Regions from separate parts of the Mus musculus genome. Here all the other regions are linked to region 3. Evidence: chromatin contacts called from public HiChIP or PLAC-seq data. All regions are on one chromosome and are shown on one strand. The core of a region is the stretch at or near the end of the contact, and the rest is flanking DNA. Distances in the headings are between cores, read along the strand shown.

The links. HiChIP or PLAC-seq counts read pairs in DNA pulled down with a chosen protein or histone mark.
Region 1: an H3K4me3 HiChIP or PLAC-seq map of the SCID.adh cell line shows a contact between it and region 3, with 16 read pairs. The contact joins the enhancer-like site here to the promoter of Gzma in region 3. A contact is called at or near these places in 2 of 39 promoter capture datasets (cranial neural crest and embryonic stem cells), 1 of 15 datasets of contacts at CTCF or cohesin (CD8 T cells), 3 of 115 datasets of contacts at active chromatin or transcription factors (CD8 T cells, the SCID.adh cell line and effector CD8 T cells) and 3 of 9 other capture datasets (adipose tissue, liver and pancreatic islet).
Region 2: a contact with region 3 is called in an H3K4me3 HiChIP or PLAC-seq map of the SCID.adh cell line, with 17 read pairs. The contact joins the promoter of Ccno here to the promoter of Gzma in region 3. A contact is called at or near these places in 3 of 39 promoter capture datasets (embryonic stem cells, liver and stem cell-derived epiblast-like cells), 1 of 484 Hi-C or Micro-C datasets (olfactory sensory neurons), 3 of 115 datasets of contacts at active chromatin or transcription factors (the SCID.adh cell line, effector CD8 T cells and memory CD8 T cells) and 3 of 9 other capture datasets (adipose tissue, liver and pancreatic islet).

Annotation. Positions count from the first base shown.
Region 1 is chr13:113,021,494-113,025,546 of GRCm38.p6, forward strand. No RefSeq gene overlaps it. Among named protein-coding and RNA genes, the nearest start is that of Cdc20b, 12 kb to the right of the region's middle. Within about 2 kb of position 2,623, at least 32 of the 459 cell types and tissues checked have an H3K27ac peak or open chromatin away from gene starts, as enhancers often do. A contact at or near this core is called in CD8 T cells and the SCID.adh cell line, where this site is marked.
Region 2 is chr13:112,986,268-112,990,706 of GRCm38.p6, forward strand. It overlaps Ccno (cyclin O), which reads left to right and starts at 1,535. Exons shown (of 3, transcript NM_001081062.1): 1 at 1,535-2,017; 2 at 2,624-2,809; 3 at 3,305-4,439. The coding sequence starts at 1,631. The coding sequence ends at 3,790.
Region 3 is chr13:113,098,171-113,102,597 of GRCm38.p6, forward strand. It overlaps Gzma (granzyme A), which reads right to left and starts at 2,811. Exons shown (of 5, transcript NM_010370.3): 1 at 2,712-2,811; 2 at 71-215. The coding sequence starts at 2,781. It also overlaps a transcript of Cdc20b not described here.

The DNA.
Region 1 (4,053 bases), core at 1,373-3,872, 77 kb before region 3:
TAACAAGAAAAATGAACAGCAGCATTGAGTTTAAACTCTCAGGGCAGTAATGAGGTCTTGTAGAGATCAGCTGAATATCTAGACAGCCTGTGAGCTGAGGGGTTGTGGACATATGATTTAGTCTGTGACTCTAGGCTAACTGGGCCATGCAGATACAGTGTGGTCTAGTCTTTCTCTTGCTTATCTGTGTCTTGTGCGTATCTATGTGTGGTGGTACTGAGCCCATGTGCATGCCCATGGCAGAGCTTAATCCATGCCAACTGTTCATCTGTAGAGTGCGCTGACAGTGTGGAAGCACTCTCACATACATTTGCTCTTTGGGATGCTTGGTAGGGTTTCCATTCCTTCTCAGTGAGCAGGGAGGGAGCTTTTGGCACTTGAACCTCTGCCCATGAGTGCTGTGCCCTCACCTTCCCAATGCTGTGTTGCGGCCGCCAGCAGCTCGCAACATGAACGGTTCGACTGAGAAGGCTACTCGAGCTGTAAGAGAGGAATCTAGACGGGGCAAAAGAAGAAACGGAGCCAAGACAAATTCATTCTGATCAAAGCTCAAATTTTATTGTTGGGACACTAGTTATAAAGGAAGGGGGAGGGGACCCGATTCCCGCCGAATAATCTCTGGTCCAGTAGAAAGGTGCACGTGTGTGGCTCCGCAGGTTCTAGCAGTGGGCGTGGCAGAGCAAATGAGCGGGAAGCTCCACCCCTGAGCAAGCAGGTTTCAGGCTGGGGGAGGGGAGACTACAATGCTGTTCTGAGTTTTTATCACCATTCCATTCTTTCACCTACTTTCTGCTAAGACAAAAAACAAAAACAAAACAACAAAAAACAAAAACCCCAAAACCCCAAACCCCCGAAAAATGTGAAGAAATTCAAATTTCTTCTGGTAAATGTTTGAGTAGATACAGTCATCCTGAACATTACACGGAGTGCACATGTACCAAAACACCCGTGGCATTTCAGAAGTCAGGTGCCAGTTAAAGAAAAGAATATAAATAACATGGGGTCTGAGGGCGTGGCTTAATGGGTCAAGTGCTTGCAGGGTAAGCACGACGACCCAAGTTCAGATCCTCAATCCTCATATAAAAGCCAGGAGTAGGGGCATGTTCATATGACCCCATTGCTCAGTGGGAGGAGACAAGGACTCTGGAGCCTGCTGCCCATCCAGCCGAGTCAGCACAATGAGTTCCAGGTTCAGGGGAAATCCCTGTCTCAAAAATTCGAAAGAGGATGAGTAAGGCACCTAATGCCAACCTCACTTCCAAAATTGCGCACGCGTACACACACACACACACACACACACACACACACACACAATCAGCCAGATACATTTCCATGTTAAGAGAAAAATCTTAAAAACCAAAGAAGTTTCTGGCAATCAAAAGCCATCCAGATTCCTGACTGCATTAAGAAGCAACTGGTAGTGGGCATTCAAATGTGTAAAAGCACTTATGTGCACATGTGGGGGGCATGTAGTGGGTGGAGCCTCGATGCTGATATTGGAAAGCCTTCCGTGAACTTTGCCCAGCTCATTTACTGAGGCAGAGTATCTTCTTGAACCTGGACCTTCCTAGATGATAGAACCAGTCTAGCTAAGTCTAGAGAGGCAGCTTGCTCCAGGGATCCTGTCTCTGCAGTTTGAGTGCTGGAATTACAGGCAGGCTGCTGTGCCTACTGGGTATTTTCATGGGCCCTGGGGATCAGAACTTAATTCTTCTGCTTGTACAACAAACACTTCACCTGCTAAACCATTTCCACAGCCCCAGAGCAACGTATTTAACCAATAGTATGTGGTTGAGCCTTTTAACAAATACGAATTGAATCATTAATGGTTTCTATAGCTATTTTTTTCCCAAAGGGAATAAAAATTCGAGGAAATAAAAATCAGGTCTTTCTTTCAAAATCTGGCCATTTGTACCTTTAGAATGGCGGTACAGTTTTGAATTATGTAATCTAAGATAAATATTGAAACCTGAGGATCTGAAAAAGGGCAGTAAACAAAGAATTGTGAAATTGGAATGGAAATTCTTTAACTTGAAGGGGAAGCTTAAAAATGGCTTTATATTAAAGGCTGTCCCTGTGCCTCTGTGTCTCATCCTGTGACTCACAGTCTGTTGGTGTTGGAGGTGTGACAGTAAACATCTTTCCCTTCCCTCCTCCCTTCAATGCTCCCAGAGGGAAGCTGATCTTGTCCAGTGCTAGGAGTCAATCCCAGAACCTTGCCAAGTGCTCTACCACAGAGCTGGATTCCAAGCCTAGCAAATCCTTGTGGCTTTTACTATCTCCTCTGTAGTGTGTGTGTGTGTGTGTGTGTGTGTGTGTGTGTGTGTTCGTGCTTAAACTGAAGTGTTGTGTGTGTGTGTGTGTGCGCGCGCGCGCGCTTAAACTGGAGTGTGTAACATCTGAAAGGAAGAGAGAGCAGAGGTGGCGTCTACAGTCACTATTTTATCTTTATGAACTTGGGAAGGGATTGGCAGGTGGGCGACCGCAAATTTCTCTAGTGCGCCGCTGCTGTTTCCTGTTCCCATGAAGGGGAATTTCAGGGCTGTTCTCCCCTAGTAAACCAGGTCCTCGTGTCTAATGTCACTGAAATGTAAACATGATTGTGCTGCAATTGTGGCCCACTTGTTAACTTCAACTGCGTGGAAAATGTTAACGCAGGGCTGCTGTGTTTCCACAGGTACGTGTACTTACTGCAGCAGTCAAGTTGGAAGTGTTTCCTTTAAGAGTGAGGATCAGATATCCCGTGGGGCAGCTAAGGGGCACGTTTTCAGTCCTTCAGTGTAGAGAAAGCTGCAAGAATCTCTGTAGTAAAGCTAAGAGCGCCAGCATCCCTAAGGTACTGGATACATGTATTCAAATTACATTGTCTAGAAGTTTGAGGACTGTTGCAAAATTCAGTAAAATGTTTAAGTCCAGTGATTTAAAGATTTTTTTTCTTTTTGGTTTTTCAAGACAGGGTTTCTCTGTATAGCCCTAGCTGTCCTGGAACTCACTCTGTAGACTAGGCTGGCCTCGAACTCAGAAATCTGCCTGCCTCTGCCTCCCGAGTGCTGGGATTAAAGGCGTGCGCCATCCCTGGCTAAACATTTTTTCTTTGGAGCAGGAGGATCTCTCAAGTTACCCTAGGCTAGCCTAATTCACTCTGTTTTAAATTTTTTTTTTTCGTTTTTGAGACAAGGTTTCTCTGTGTATCTCTGGCTGTCCCGAAACTCTCCCTGTAGACCAGCCTGGCCTGGAACTCAGTGATCTGCCTGCCTCTGCCTCCAGAGTGCTAGGACCAAAGGTGTGCGCCACCACTGCTCCGCTGGCCTGAAACTCTTTATATAGCCTGGGCTGGCCTTAAACTTGCTATCCTCTTGTCTCTGTCTCCTAAAGGGTGGGATTACTGGTGCAAGGTTGGTTTTAGCCTCTTGAGCCGTGCGATAATTGCAGACATTTAGGTTGTTTGAATCATCCTTCCATGGTTGATGATGAAGCATCTCAGCTCATTTACACGATGCTCAATTCAGCCTGAGTCAAGGGAGTTCCAAAAGAAAAGGGGAAACGTAACTAAGATGATCCAAAGCACCCCCACCCACATAGATCTGCTATATATCAGATGCGACTCTGATGCTTAAAGGGATATATATATATATATATATAACCTGTTAAGAGTCTTAGAATTCCTGAATAAACTATTAATGGAGCTGGCTGCTTCTTTGAGTTCATAGCACCACTTTCAGGGACAATGCATGCTCATTTGATTTACTGCCAAGGCGTCCTTTTTGGGTCAAGTACCTAAAGAACAGGTGGACTAATGACAATATTTGTTTTCATTGTCGTGACAATGTCTGCTGTCTCTCAGCCTGGCTGTGTTCTTTTCAGGAGACCAATCTCTGAGCCTTTATTTTTTAAAGGATAATATTGAAAACTGAAATTACAAATGAAATGCATACAATCCCTAATTGGTTTTGGAATACCATACTTTGAAAATCATCTCTAAGTAATGGGATCTATGTATCACCAAAAGATTTGACAGCCTTCCTACATTGTTTATCCTTTTAAAAAATATTT
Region 2 (4,439 bases), core at 285-2,784, 110 kb before region 3:
TAACGGGGGGGGGGGGAGTTTCAAGATTTCTCATCGATGTTACTTGACTCGCAAGGCAAGTAATATCCTTTTACAGACGACGAAATGGAGACCGAATAATGTCTTGCTGAACAAGATCATTAAATAGGTACACTCTGGATCCTACTGATGAGGTGCTTTGTGCTCTTTCCCGCTGGACCAAGAGGCAGAATCAGAGAGTTCCTAGATCCTTCCTCCTCACCCAGAAAACTCTTCTAGGAAGAGGTCTGCTATGTGGCCCCCTTGCTGTGGATTCGGTTGATCTCCCCGTAATGTTACCCATCAACAGCCTGAGAGGAGACAGAAAGCCAGGCACTTGCATGTAGAAAACTCCTCTCAGGTGATTCTCAGCAACCCCGCGTCACACAAGTGCTGCAATTTAAAGCGCCTTCAGAATCACAGAGAATAGAAACGGAGGCGAGAAGCTGAAATCCAGCCCTTTCCCCTCACCTGCTTCTCTGGCAAGTTTCTAGGGGGAGGATTTGCACGTGGACTCCAACAATTTCCAGCTGTCTTTGGAATCAGTGAGGACGGCCGCGTGTGCAGAACTCACAGCGCCTTAACGTCTCTTTTAGATCAGGACCGGAGTTTGGAGTACACGGGTTGAGAATGGAGAAGGTGTCACATTCTACCTTTCTCTCTTGTCCCCGCGCCTCCCCCTCCCCCAACTCTGCATTCCTTTGATTTCCCTCCATCCTACCCTGGGCACAAAGAATAACCTAGAAAGGTAGAGGGTTAAAAGCTAATGACCCAAAGCAGAACACACTGTGAGCAATTCCACAGAAATGCCACCTGTGACATTAAGGCCCTAAACGGCTGCAGCCTTGGCGTGTTTGGCTCGGGATGAAAAGTGCGGGGCAAAGTATCCAGAGGGCAGCGGGCTTGTGCGACGGTCATTTGAAGTAACTTCCTACGTTTTTGGATCACAAATACCTGTCTGACAGGACGGGCTCCCACATACTTAACAGACGTTAGCGACGCGCCAAAGTTCTCCTTCCCTGGGCCAGCGGAATGAAATAAAATAGTCGCAAATCAAGTCCTTTTATGGGTCACTGAAGAAAACCTAGCCTGATCTTGGTCCGGAGCTCAGAGGCGGACCCACCTGGATGAGGGTTGGCATAAAAGATGATCACACCAGGCCAGACAATCTAACCAAGGACCAGGTTCCCCGGAGCAGCCTTTCCCTTTTTCCGGGGGCGGCTGAACCGCTCAGACGGCCCATGGCTCCCCTAGGTGGCCAGTGATCTTTACGCTCTTCCACCGAGCTCAAGCAGCTGGCGCCAGGACCCGGGCTGCGGTTGCCACGGTGACGACAGACGCGCGGAGCCTGCAGCTGAAGGCGGGTGAGAGGCGGGAGTTGCAACGCCTCCTCCCCCTGCAACCAGCGCGGGGGCCACGCGTTGCTCGCACGCGAGGGGTGTGGCTCTGCCTCCGGGAAAGCGCGGCCCGTGGGCGGCTCGGGGCTCAGCCAGTGAGAGGCCGGGGGAGTGGTGGAGGGAAGGCACAGTCCGGGTACTTAGAGCTGCGCCGCCAGCGGGACCGGATCTTCCTCGCAGCTCTCGCGCCGACGCTCCGGGCGTCGTAGACGCTAGGAGCGCTACCCGATTGTAACATGGTTACCCCTTGCCCTGCCAGCCCGGGCAGCCCCGCCGCGGGAGCCGGGAGGCGAGACAGCCACCAGAACCTCCGCGCCCCAGTGAAGAAGAGCAGACGCCCGTGCCTCCGGAGAAAGAAGCCGCTGCGGCCGCTGAACGCGTGTTCGCTCCCGGGAGACTCGGGCGTCTGTGACCTTTTCGAGTCCCCCAGCTCCAGCTCGGACGGCGCCGACAGCCCCGCAGTGTCTGCGGCGCGGGACTGCAGCTCCCTACTCAACCCTGCCCAGCCCTTGACAGCGCTGGATCTCCAGACCTTCCGAGAATACGGCCAGAGCTGCTACGACTTCCGAAAGGCGCAGGAGAATCTTTTCCACCCGCGGGAGTCGCTGGCGCGCCAGCCACAAGTGAGGCGCTGGCAAGAGCCAGACCCGGGGCCGTCGCGCTTCTGTCTCTCCCAGGCTAGCTCGCTCTCTCCATGGCTGCTGGCTGCCCTTCGCACAGCCCTAGTCATTGCAGCCCATTATCTGCCATCAGTAGGAGCAATTGGGACCTTCAAGGATTGGCCCACTGACCTATTTAGATGGAGAAAGGTTGTGGGTGGAGAGGTGGATATCGGAAGTTATAGGGGGTGGGTAGAGGAGTTTTATTATAACGCAGTTCGACAGCTTCTACGTCAGATCCAGAACTCCTAAATTTGCTTGCACTTCTGTTTAAAAAAAAAACAAAAACTTTACCCCCCACCCCCCACCCCTTATAGTCCCTTTGACTTGCTGAGAGGGTTAGACTGGGTAGTGTGCCCTAATGCACTGTGCACAATACCAGGCGCGAGCCCAAACGTTCCCAGGCGTTCCGGAACGCCTGGTTTAAGGCAGGCCCGTACCTCCCCCCCTCCCCCCCACGTGCCTCCTATTTTTCAGTCATTTAGCGTTTTCCCCTTTGCCTCTCTGCCTCTCTGGATTGTTTTGTTCGGGCGCGCGCTTCAGCACACTCCCCCTCTCGCTCCCGGCCAGGTGACTGCCGAATCGCGCTGTAAACTGCTCAGCTGGCTCCTGCAAGTCCACCGCCAGTTCGGCCTCTCTTTCGAGTCGCTGTGTCTGACCGTGAATACTCTGGACCGTTTTCTCCTCACGACCCCTGTTGCTGCAGACTGCTTCCAGCTGCTCGGGGTCACCTGTCTGCTCATCGCTTGCAAGCAGGTACCACCAGGCGAAAGAGTGCGATGTGTTTGCAGCCAGCGCCCCCCTTCCCCAACTCGTGCATGGCTTAGGGCTGGGTTGCTTGGCTTATCTGGGCAGATGCTCGAAGATCTTTCCATGTCATAGCCTTAACTTCTCTTACCACTCACAGCAACAATCCTTTCAGACTACAAAGAGGTTAGGCTGTAGCTGGCCGCCCAACCAAAGCTTTGTGGTACTTGTCTCTGGAAAAGATGCTTTTAAAGTCAATCTCTCTCTCTCTCTCTCTCTCTCTCTCTCTCACACACACACACACACACACACATTTTAAAGTTGGGTTGTAGATAGAGAAGGTGCACTAGCAGCTGTGGGTGGGGGGAGAGGTTTCAGGAGCGGAATTGTGGAAGTGGAAGGAATATAGAGTTCGAGTCCCAGTTTTCTCCCGGGTTTTAGGCTGGATGGATTTGGGTCCCAGGTACCCACCAGTCCGGAACTGGAGCACACTCTGTGTTGCAGGTAGAGGTGCACCCACCTCGCTTGAAACAGCTCCTGGCCCTGTGCGGCGGTGCGTTCTCCCGGCAGCAGCTGTGCAACCTGGAGTGCATCGTGCTGCATAAGCTCCACTTCAGCCTGGGCGCGCCCACCATCAACTTCTTCCTGGAGCACTTCACTCAGTGGCGCATGGAAGCCGGCCAGGCTGAGGTCACCGAAGCTCTAGAGGCTCAAACCCTGGCCCGGGGAGTGGCGGAGCTGAGCCTAACGGATTACGCGTTCACTACCTACACGCCGTCCCTGATGGCTATCTGCTGCCTGGCGCTGGCTGACGGATTGCTGCAGCACCAGCACGAGATGGACCTGCGCCTGGGAGAGCACCCAGAGGCCACACTGCAAGACTGTCTGGGCAAGCTGCAGACGCTAGTGTCCATCAATAGCAGCTCCCTGCCTCGCATTCTGCCTCCCCAGATCTGGGAGAGGTGCAGCCTGCCCCAGAGTTGGCAATAAAAAGCACCCCCTTGAGCTCCTTTTTAAAATTCCCTGGTCCCTGCTCCGTGCCTTAAGGAGAATATGCAGTACAGATCCAAAGAGAAGTTGAGGTCTCCTACCTGTAAATACTGTACAATAACGGATTCTTTATTTATTTTGTAGTACACAAGGGCAGGGGTGACAGTTCTGGCTTGTCTAAATGCTGCTGTTGGCATGCCTGACTGTCTGCTTTTCCCAGGCGAAGTCCATCACGAGGTAGCCAATTCCGGAGGCTCTTCCCTGCTCCCACAGTTTTACTTTGTAGTTAGCTCTGTGAAAACAACCTGGCAAGATTTTATATGCCACTGTTCCAGAAAGCAGACAAGTCAAGGTGGCTTGTCCGTATCTTAACCCCCTCCAGTCAGGAGGCTGAGTTCCCTCCCCCATGCCAGTGGCCCAAGGAGAATGAGACAGGGTTAGAAGTCAGAGTGGTCTGTGCTGTCCGGAAAGGCAGTGGCTGCACTAACTGATGTGGAGCTGGGAAGCTTTGGGGACCGGGCAGCCATACTAGCAGTGGGTGAAGCAAGAGACAGTCCCTGGTGCAACACAGGAAATGCTGGAATGCCTTTTGCGTATTGTTATAGCTGTTGCAACCTGGGTCATTTCCTCTGCAGCTACACTCATGGTT
Region 3 (4,427 bases), core at 1,561-4,060:
ATAGTCTTATTATCACTATCTCTTTTCAATAGACTATATATCCAAAATCATTTTAATCTCAAGAACTTACACGTTACAGTGGGCAGCAGTCAACACCCAGTTCTTTTCAATCAAAGCGCCAGCACAGATGGTATTTGAACTAAGTTTAAGTAGAGCCATATACGGTCTTGAGTGAGGAACAACCGTGTCTCCTCCAATGATTCTTTCACAGCCTCCTGTTCAACAGAAGAAGGCCAGCCTGGTCAGTGCCCATTGCTAATAGTCCCTCAAGAAAGCCACATTTCTGGAACAAGGCATGCTTTTTGAATTTGGAGAGAATTCGATATCACCTTATATTTATACCCAATGTAGTCCTGAAGTCTCACCCTAAGTCTTGACCCTTTTGGGCTCCTGCTCTCACATCCACAGGAGCCTGCCACTGGTGGCCTGGGAACCTTTCAGCTGGAGATCTGTCATAACTGTAGTCTCAGAGCTCAGGGTTTGCTAAGGGCAGAGAGCTGTGCGGTGGTCAGCACCAGCAGTGGTTGCTATAGAGGAGCTGCTGGTGATTATGCAAGCCCTGGTGTCCCTACTCCCCTCTGGATGAGTGTGAATTGAAGCAGGGCAAGGAGTGGGTTTTTAGAAGCCTGCTGCTTTCCCACTTTCACTCAGAGGCCGTTCAAAATCACAGTATACAAGTTGATGTTTGCACCTTTTACCTGTGACCCTTCAGGAAGACTGTGGTCACTGTGAGATTTCAGGTATCAAGAGCAGCACTCTCATCCACAAGTCAGGAGAATAACACAGGTTGCACCTCAGGTTCTCATTCAATCCCCAGACCTAACATGGTTTAGTTAAAACCCTTTCCAAATGAACTATAAGGAGCAGAGGAACTATGAGTAGATAATCAGCCTTAGCAGAACTTGCATGAAATGGGCCAGGCTAATAGATCTACTGTGAGAGAATGGGGAGACAGAGAGGCACAACGCAGGCATGGTTGATGGGAAATGACCTTGTGTCCTGTGACAGAGCTTCTGGATTTCAACTTCTATGCAAAATATTCCTGGATTCTCCTGAAACCCTTCTGCCCGTTTTGGCTGAGTGTTATGTTTGCTTGAGTAGAGATCAACACTTCTTATTCCATAACGAAGTCCAACTACTGGCCCAAAGTGTCAGTTGTAGACCTGGAACTTCTCATCAGGTTGAGGAGAGTGAGAGGCAGGAAGAGAGAAGGCAGGGTTCACTTTCCATAAGGGAATTGGGACGAAGGCAGAATTTTAGGCTTCAGAAATAGAATGGAACAGAATCAAAGGGAATTTATCCACATCCCTAGTTTTCCTGGGGTGACTCTCACAAAGCTGGACTGCAAAGGACTATCTGTGGACATCATGATGAATTCAAGGAGATTCTCTTCTGTAGGGCTCTGGCTCTGAGCACACATGCTGGCCTGAGCAGTAGGGCCAGGTTGCCACCAGCCAGTCTTAAAAAGGTCGTCATAAGGATTAGAGCAGGTGGAAAGCTTTAAAGACCAGCAATGCTCACCCCATTCAGAGTCATATTAGTAGAATTTGTGAGGCAGGAGCTGGGGTGTTCAGACATTGTTTCAAAAGCCTGCCAGACTGCTCTGACTAGTCCAGCATATGACGTACTGCGTTCTTGCTCCCTCCCTTCTGGGTCCACACAGCTGCTCTGAACACGGAAAACAAAGTGTAAAAGGAAAAGTTGTCCTTACTGTTTACTTTGAAGAAAATAAATAATTGGATTAAAAAAAAAACCTCAGAAAACCAAAATTCAATTATAAAGGAATAAAGAGGAAAGAAAATCTGCTCTAATCTCATAGCACTGCCATGCTGGTCATGTGTCCACTTTTGGTCTCAAACATCTTTCAACCTTGTTTTAAAATTCCCTTTCATTGTTAGTCACACGCTAAATCCTAGGACTTCTTTTAGATTCCTCTCTGCATCTCCTACTTCTAAAAGCTTATTTGTCCTGGGGTAAATCCTGGCGGTTTCCATATTTGCCTGCCATTTTTACCCCCCGCCAATCTTCCTACCAGGTTCTTCAAGGGACATGGAGAACCTCACAGAAGCTGTTGTTCTTCCCGGGTCAGGGCAAGAACAATGATGGCATTCCCACCAGTGCATGGTCCTTTCCCTCAGACAGGAATATTGGTTCCTATTCACTACATAGCAGGAACAGCTGAAGAGAAAATACTACAGCTCTCCCAAGCAGTCCGTGTGAGAGATCTTCCCCAGAGTCAGGAAGACTTGCCAGGAAAACACTAACCAAGAGAAATAGTGAGAAACTCCCCACAGTCCTCATTAGCTTCTGCTGTCCAGCTTGGTTAGGTGTGACCCTCTCCAAAGCTGTCTGCACAGTAGTCAAAGAAAGAAAGGCTGAGATGCCTCATTTACCACTATTACCTCTCTTGGAAGACAGGTTGATCTCCCAACTCAAGAGTATTTCATTCATTTCTTTGCTCATCTCAAGTTCCCTTTTAAGGCAATATTCAAGCTATAAATCGGCAGCAATCTCCATTGGTGGTTCTGCTAATTTTTGGAAAGAAACTATGAATACATATTTTTTCCTCTAAAACTACTGAAATTCAAAAATGAATGCTAAGTGTTCCCAGGCTTTGAGTATTCTCAGTTATACTTAAGACATCATGGTGAAAGCACCCCACAAATCTATTCTATGATGGTTTTGATGAAAATTACATGAGTCTGTCTTACCTTCAGGAATAAGCAGAAGAAAAAGGAGAGTAGCAAGAGATGGCCCCCGGGGACCAGAGGCGTTCCTCATCGTGGCTCTCCCACCCCAATCAGCAGGGATCTCTGTGTTTGTTTCTTTCTACTTATATATGAGAGTGCAAAGGATGTGGTTTTGTTCTTCTCTTTCAAATGTCCAGGTGTAGAGCTGGAAAATGAAACTAAAATAGGGAGAGTAGGCGTTGTCCCTCCTCACCTGCAGTAGTGCTGTTGTAGTTTGTGCTGCCCGGTGGAGATGGAGGTTTGTAGCCTCCTAGGGAAAGCTGAGAGGGAAGAGAATCGTGTTGCCATTAGAATGTAGTTCATAAGCAGGGACTAGAAATGACTCAGTTGGGGTGTTTTTATCAATGGCCATATTTTCTTCAGGGTCCCTTAGTAGGAGCTCTTTGAAAAGCCAGAAATCAGAGTTTTAGATGCTAAGGAGGTAGATCATCTGTTCAAGTACTTGCCACACAAACACAAGGACCTGAGTTCAAATCCCCAGAACCCACAAAACAATCTGGGTGCAATAGCGTGTGGCTGTGATCCCAGAACTGCAGAGATAGGAAGATCTAACTGCACTGGCAACCTCCAGGTTTAGTGAGAGACCCTGTCTCAAAAGATAGTGGGAACTGCTTGAGGAAGATGCCAGGGTCAATCTCTGGTCTCTTCGTGCATATGCATACACATGTATACACACACACACTCTCTCTCTCTCTCTCTCTCTCTCTCACACACACACACTTGGAATTAAAAAAAAAAGTCCTAAAATTGGTCCCAAAGCACATTTCTTTTTACCTATTTTCTTGGGTTATAAGAATAGATAAGACGAATACAAGCAGAGGTCTAGAGGGACATTTATGGACAGTAGTTCGTGCCGTAATAATAAAGTACGTGTAATCAAGGATAGGTTAATTTGTCCCAGCATTAGGGACAGTTGCTTTCTTGAAACAGACATCCTCCATGGTCCGTCTCTGGAGGACAGTGCTGACTTGGTTTCTAGTAGAAAGTCTTGAGCTTTCTATCTGAGTAGAGGAAGTGGTCTCTGTCGTGAGGCACAGGGCCGGCTCTATGTTTGTCCCACGAGGATGTCTGGTTAAGCCCCTCGTCCCCACCGTTAACACCTTGTGGCTTCAGGCCAACTGAGTACTTCTTCAGAAACCACGTGACCTTAGAAGGGCCCCCTGCTGAGACACCTGTGGTTCTTGGTCCCACGTTATCATTTGGTCATTATCATTTCATCATTGTCGGGAACATCAGTGAGATAGCAGGAGATCGTGAGATAGCATGCTTCAGGTTTTCATGAGTAATTTTCTTGTCAGTTTTTTTTTTTCCTTTTACAAATTCACACTTGCACCGAATGAAAAGGGGGGAAGATTGTCAGTTTTGTTTATATATAACTGTGGTCATGTTTTCTCCATTTATTCTGACTTTTAAAAATTATTATTATGTTATATTTTATATATATATATACATTTAAATTTAATTTTATTTGTAACTCATTTTTTACACTCCATATTCCATTCCCTGCCACACCCCATCCACCATCTGGCTGCTCCACATCCCACAGCTCCTCCCAACCCCACCCCATCTCCATGTGGATGCCTCCACCCCCACCCCACCTGACCTGTAACTCCCTGGGGCCTCCTGTCTCTTGAGGGTTAGGTGCATCATCTTTGAATGAACACAGACCTGGAGGTA